2 separate regions of the Oryzias latipes genome follow, and region 2 is linked to region 1. Evidence: chromatin contacts called from public Hi-C data. All regions are on one chromosome and are shown on one strand. The core of a region is the stretch at or near the end of the contact, and the rest is flanking DNA. Distances in the headings are between cores, read along the strand shown.

Evidence for each region. Hi-C and Micro-C count contacts between places; a contact is called where the count stands out from the background.
Region 2: a contact with region 1 is called in a Hi-C map of embryo, with 1.7 times the contacts expected there. The contact joins two enhancer-like sites. A contact is called at or near these places in 2 of 5 Hi-C or Micro-C datasets (embryo and gastrula embryo).

Annotation. Positions count from the first base shown.
Region 1 is chr14:24,496,728-24,499,938 of ASM223467v1, reverse strand. No RefSeq gene overlaps it. Among protein-coding and RNA genes, the nearest start is that of LOC100049521, 28 kb to the right of the region's middle. Within about 2 kb of position 1,703, at least 3 of the 8 cell types and tissues checked have an H3K27ac peak or open chromatin away from gene starts, as enhancers often do. A contact at or near this core is called in embryo, where this site is marked.
Region 2 is chr14:24,541,882-24,545,092 of ASM223467v1, reverse strand. No RefSeq gene overlaps it. Among protein-coding and RNA genes, the nearest start is that of LOC101161079, 15 kb to the left of the region's middle. Within about 2 kb of position 1,707, at least 1 of the 8 cell types and tissues checked has an H3K27ac peak or open chromatin away from gene starts, as enhancers often do. A contact at or near this core is called in embryo, where this site is marked.

The DNA.
Region 1 (3,211 bases), core at 454-2,953:
GACAGCAGCGTTGAAACTTGATGCCCCTGACACGCAAATCAAGTTCGATCTGAACATAGCTGAAGTCTCAAGTCCAAGTCCAAGTCCACAACTCTTTGCTGAGATTTTAGAGGAGTAAAGCAACTTTGAAAGTGACCTCAAATCCCTCTAAGATACACACAACCTGCATTTTACAAGTCTTTGGCCATAATTCATTGGCCGTATTTTGAAGTCAGTTTTCTACTGTCACAATAAAATAACCAGTTTGGACGTCAATCACGAAAATAGTACAGATATTTCAATGTTGGTTAGCGCTCTTGCCTCATAGTAAGAAGGCCCCGGTTCAAGTCCCGACTGGGGGGACCTGAAACAGAATCACTATTGGGGGACCTTTCTGTGTGGATTTTGCATGTTCTCCCAGTGCATGCCTGTTTTTCTGGGATCTCCGGCTTCCTCCAACCGCTCAAAAACATGTTTTATAGGTTAATAGGTGCCCGAGATGTGAATGCGTGTGTGTATATGGGTGTGTGATTGTGACCCTGCGTCAGACTAGTGAGCTGTCCAGGGTGTCCCTTGCATTTGACCGCGAGTTGCCAGGTTAGGCTCCAGCAGCCACGTGACCCTGAAAGGGACAAAAATGGGTTTAGAAGATGGATGGACCTGACACGTATCAAGTCATGAAATGAATGAGAGAATTTCCTGAAGGTGGTAAAACACAATGAACGTGGTTCACAGTCTCACTTAAATCCCTACTTTCAATCCTGACAAGTCCCAAGTATCTGCATGTAAAGTCTCAAGTCCTTTTTATTGACGTGAGTAACCGTCTCTGTTTGAGCAGCGTGAAGGCAAATGAATGAAGTTGGAGCCAATATGTCGTTTCATTTACTTTGTGCTGCAATTCTTTCCTGCAGATTGAAATGATTATCATCAGGGGTGTAACAGTTCGTTTTAACAACAATTCAATTAACATTACAATGCAGTATTTGGCTGTTGATACAATTCACTGTCGATAATCGTTACACCCAAATGATCATGCTTTGAGGGTAGTTTGCTAACCGGTGTTTTGGCTGTCGTGTGATGAACTGATTGATTTCTTTTGTTTCTGTGTTTCTGTGTCTACCCAAAAAGCAGTAGTTGCAATGGTGCTGCAAAAAGAATTTCTACTTTAGATTTTTAACCCCTTTTTAATTCTTTATTTAATTTACTTAATTTAACTTTAATTGTTTTTCTCCAAAATCCACTATTTGTCCATATAGTACAAAGTGATTTCTCATCAGCAATAAAAAAAAATTTTTTATTGCATTGTAAAGACATTGTGTGACCTTTGAAATCAAAATGCATATTTACAGATTTTTGTAATACAAAAAAGCTAAAGTTAATCCAACAAAAGGTTGGAGTTGGACAGTTTGGGGGCCATAGTGGGTTGTGTCCAGGTGGACAATTACTTACCACTTCCTGTCATTGAAAGGATGCTGGGACTCCACTTTGCAGTGAAAGCTTTTGTGTGTTTTTAAACCACAACGGCACGGTGAGTGTGTGTGTGTGTGTTTGAGACAAAACAAAAAGCCTCTGTTTTTCCTCCCGTGGGACCAATCATCCGCTCTGCAGCTGTACGTCCTGATGACAAAACGTCCCCTAAACGCACAGGACGCGCATAGATGCACACAAACCCACTAATGTCCACCTTTATACCAGAACCCTCTCGAGTGCGCAGAGTTGCACACGTGCGCACTGACCTCTGACCTCTCTGACCCCCAGCCCCTCTCAGGAGACTTCAGCTGGACGGCCCTGAACACCTGCCTCTTATTTCCACGCTCAGCACAGAACCTCACAGCGACTGCAGAAAGGCCAGGAGAGTTCTACAGAGCAGTGACGGTAAATGACTGAGATGGATTTTGGTGTCCGACACCACGGCCAGTTACAAACCTACAACCTGGCTTTATGATTGTGTTTGCCCCAAAAATTCACCAAGACGTTCAGATTTTTTCAGGAACTATGACACGACAAATCCCAGAACTGAGTGAGATGTCCAGACTTAGCTTTCGTTGAAGCTCTGGCAAAGGCGCACAGCCCTAACGGGGATTCAGCAGAGCAGTTCTCCGCCCAAAAAAAACAAATCATAAGAAAGTTGTTGGATTTTATTACAGAAAAACAAAACAAAAATGCTTCCCTTATGATAGAAATATGAAAAAACAATTAGGTTGGAGATTTTGTAGGTTGAATATAAAAATTTATTAAAGCTGAAATCAAATTACATGTCTCTTTTTCATGAATCTTAAATGAGACTGTTCAGTAGTGAGCTATCAATCAAATCAAACTTAAAGTTTTATTTCGAACCACCTATCTATTAGCCATGTCCTAAAATACATTCTTCTTTGAATGTAGTAGAAAATACAGTAAAGGGTCTTCTGGGAAATCACCTTCATCAAGTTTGGTTATGTAACTGGGAGGATAAAACAGAAGACAATGTTTTGAAATTGGATGAATACCAAACAAAGGTTCTACTTTTAATCAGCAAAAAAGGCTGTGACCAACAAATGGTCTAGAGAGTGGACCCTCCTGGATTGGTTGGAGATAGTACGAACCACTTACTCAAGGGAAACATTTGATGTTTTGGCTAAAACTAGAAAAAGACTAAAAATATATATATAAGGGAAAAAAGTGTCAATATGTGCAAGTGATTTAAAATAACAAAGGAGTACAACACCTAAAACTTGGTGTTAAAATAAAGTATAAAAACAACCTCATTATTTGTGTTTCTTTGTTTTTTACATAATTTGTGTCTAATTTTCATGTTTACTTCATTTAACTGTTGCTGTGTGTGTTAATTTTTGCTCGGTTTGCATAAATTAAACTAAGAAATAGTTTATAATCCCCAACAAGACTAAAGAAATTTCATTTAAAAAAGCAAAACATTAAATACCTACATATATCTGATTGAAATAAAGTAGCATAAAGACCCGCTTTGGTCATCTTTTAAATTTATTTAAAAGTGTTCCTAGTGGTCTTTTAATTGGGATTGTGCTGTTTTTAGCCAAAGAAAAAGAAAAACCTCCGTCGTTTTCTAGGACTGCATTTTTTGTCTGCTCCTGATTCACAATTATTTAAATAAATAAATGCTCGGAAATACAATTTTAAGATGAGTTTTTTTTAACCCTTGGGATATCCTTGGCACTTTAACATTGGGAGTTGGGTCATCTAGACCCACTAGACAGTGCACTGAACCTTTTTT
Region 2 (3,211 bases), core at 458-2,957, 45 kb before region 1:
CAGAGACATTTACAATGGAACTATCCAAAGATAAATCATTTGGTTACAGAAAAAGAATGACTGTAAGGTAAACATAATAAAAAATTGTAATTTATTTATTCTTTTTTTTTTGTAAAAATCTTGTTTTTAAATCAAGTTTTTAAAGACTTGTTATTTTATTCTGCATTCCAAAAGAAATAGTCGAACTGACTACTGGTCATTTAACTATGATTTGCTAAAAATCATCAAAAAAGCTTCTTAAATCATCAACAGTGGGTCTGTGGGCGACACAGATAAACAGAAACTCCCAAACTTCATGTTCCACACAGCTCGCTTGGACTTGAGCTTGATTGTACTGGACAGCGTCTTTTCAGAGCCAAACCACACTCCTCTGCAGATTTCAAAGAAAAGCCAGAGGCTCTGGCAGAAAAACCGATCCCCACTCAGTGTCCCAGCGTGAGCGGCGGCCCTGTGGACGCTGGCCGCATCAAAACCTGCCATCACCGCGACTCCGACACAGGAGGAGCTGTTTTTAAACCCTCTGCTGAAAAAGACTATTATTATCAACTTATGAGGAAAAACATTCGGTGTTCTCTCATTTATTTACTTTTAAACTTTAACTTGCTGAATTCAGCAACAAGATTATTTCATTCCTAGCTGAACATTTTGGTTTTCTTAGGGGGGGTTTATTTCTTTTTCTAGTAAATATTTGTGTAAGGTTCAGCTTCAAACACCTCAAAAGTACAAATTTAGATCTCAAACTAACATAAAAGCTGGAAAAAGTTCTACTTTTTTTCTCTCCGTTCTGGCTGAGGATGAAACATCAGTGAAGCTGATTATTCCTAATTTAACACATGTTTTTAAAGAAGCCCTCTTTGGCTGAAATGTCCAGCTAATTGGTTTGTTAAGACGAGAGAAAAAAGGCTGAGGGGAGGGACAGGCAGGAAAATATCCCCCCTTTCTTTCATTCCAGACAGGTTAAATGTGCAGTTAGGCCCCAACAATGGAGCCGGGCTTTCACATGCAAACATGAGGTATACGGAGCGAGCCAGGTTTTGTGGCTGGTGCAGAGACTTCAATTGAGAAGCAGCAAAGCGTAACGGTATCTCCACCCGTCCAAGCCTCCCACTTTCCCTCCCTTCTTCATTCCGTCCCTATGAAATGATAGGGAGGGAATTTATTTTCCCTCCATCTCTGGACTTCTTCTTTCGTCTCAGCTTGGTATCTGACAAATACAGTATTATCATTTTTAGACACTCTTGCTCGTCTTCAGCAAAGATTATTGTAGGATTTTAAAGGAAACCTTCGAAATACATTGTCTTAAATTTCCATTTTAAAACAAATTGTGGCTCTGCAGGTTATTAAACACTCATTTTGCAATCCCTCTGCACTTTTTAGTGTGCAAAAACAAAAATAAAATGTGCAGCAATACTGAAGCATTCCAGCAACCTATTTGAGTTTTTTAGATTTAAAGAATACGACTAAAGCCTTTTGAGTTCAAGCACTAAGAAGCTTTCTGGCTATTTCAGAAGAAGAACAGGAACTTTAAAAACCTTCAAACTCAAGCAGCACACAGACAGGACAGTGGTAGGGAGGGGTCCTGCAAAGAAAGAAAAGAAAGAAAAAATGTGAGCTTGGGGATGGTAGCTGAGGGTATATTGGGTTTGTCATACAAAGGCAGAGGCCGTGAAATGGTGCTTGTAAAAGCGCGGCGCTGGTCGCCTCATTGAGTTGTCAATCTGCCCGGCAGGTCCCCTCCATGATGAGACCTGTCAGACCCTCAGACGCGGAGCAGGAGGGGTTGGAGATGACCTAATGCCAAATCATCTACCCCCTTTTTCTCTCTCAAAGCTTTCAAAAGACACCCCCACTGGTCCGTAATGTCGCCCCCGTGGAGCGGTAAAAGGAGACGGACTGGTCCAATCAAGACCGGACCCTGGACTGCGTTAAGGACAAAACTGGACACTGAGGAAATTTGAATCCAGACATCATCCAACCTGTTTGGAGAAAAGTGAATGTCCAGAATATATAAAGATTTCAGTGAAGTTTCTGACATGTGAGATGAAGAAAAGCATTTGTACAGAAATGGAGGGTTTGGATAAAAGCAGACTCTACACCAACAGTTTTAGGTTGATGCTAATCCTCAACTGTGTCTGAATAAGTGATTTGTTTAAGCATTTTTTCTATAAAATCTGAGAAAAAACTACACATGAAATTGTGAAACCCCCCCACAAAAGACTCAACTTCATCACCAAAAAGCTTAATTTAACAGAGTTGCGCTCTCTAAAACTAAATTAACAAAAAACTAAATAAACATAATGAGATTTTAGATAATTATTGTTAATTTGTACATTTTTTACTCACAGTGGTTTTCCAGATTTCCTAATTCTCCCAAAAATTCTCTGAACCTTTTTTATTTTTACAGTGAGTTTGAAAGTTTTAATAAAACTGTTTTACAATTCCCAGTATTTTAAATATCACTCGTGGATTTACAATCTTCTAAAAGTACTCTTGTTTCAGGGAAAACAGTAAATTCAAGGTAGATTCTGAGTCTTCAAAACGTTTGTACATTATGATAAAGTCCGAAATCCCCAAACGTCTGCTTCTGGTTGAGCTAAAGATCCAGTTTCCATGGTTACCTCTTCAAAGGAGGAGGAGGTGATGGAGCTTCACCTTCAGACCTCCTTCACCTCCTTCCATTTGTGACAGCATTTCTGTCTCCCGGAGATCAGCTCTGCATGCGATGCTTTGTTGGGTCTGACAACGTGACATCTTTGTCTTTGACAGACACATGGAGACGCACAGCTCCTGTCTTCACTGGCCTCTTCACTAATTCTCCTTTAAAGACCCAATACAAGAAAAACTAATGTTTTTGCCATTTTAACATCAACTTTGGGCTTTTTTTTAAATGATGAATGACATATATTAAGATATTGAAGCTAAAATGTGCATTTCTGAATATTTATTTATTTAAATTGTTGTTGAAAAGAGCTCAAAAGATGACTGGAGGGGGTCTTTAAAGGTTTTACGCCATTTAAATTTGACAAGCATGATGAATCCCAAAACCAGCAGCACTGTGTTGCAAATACAATTTAGACAATTTCCATCAAAATTTCTTGAAAACTGCAATAACAAGTCCAAGTCCAAGGTATTTTAATCCGTCTTGATGCGGTGTGGTAGGAGTTTGTGTCTTCATGAAGGCAAAAAGTTAAAACAGCATAAAATGGAGCAG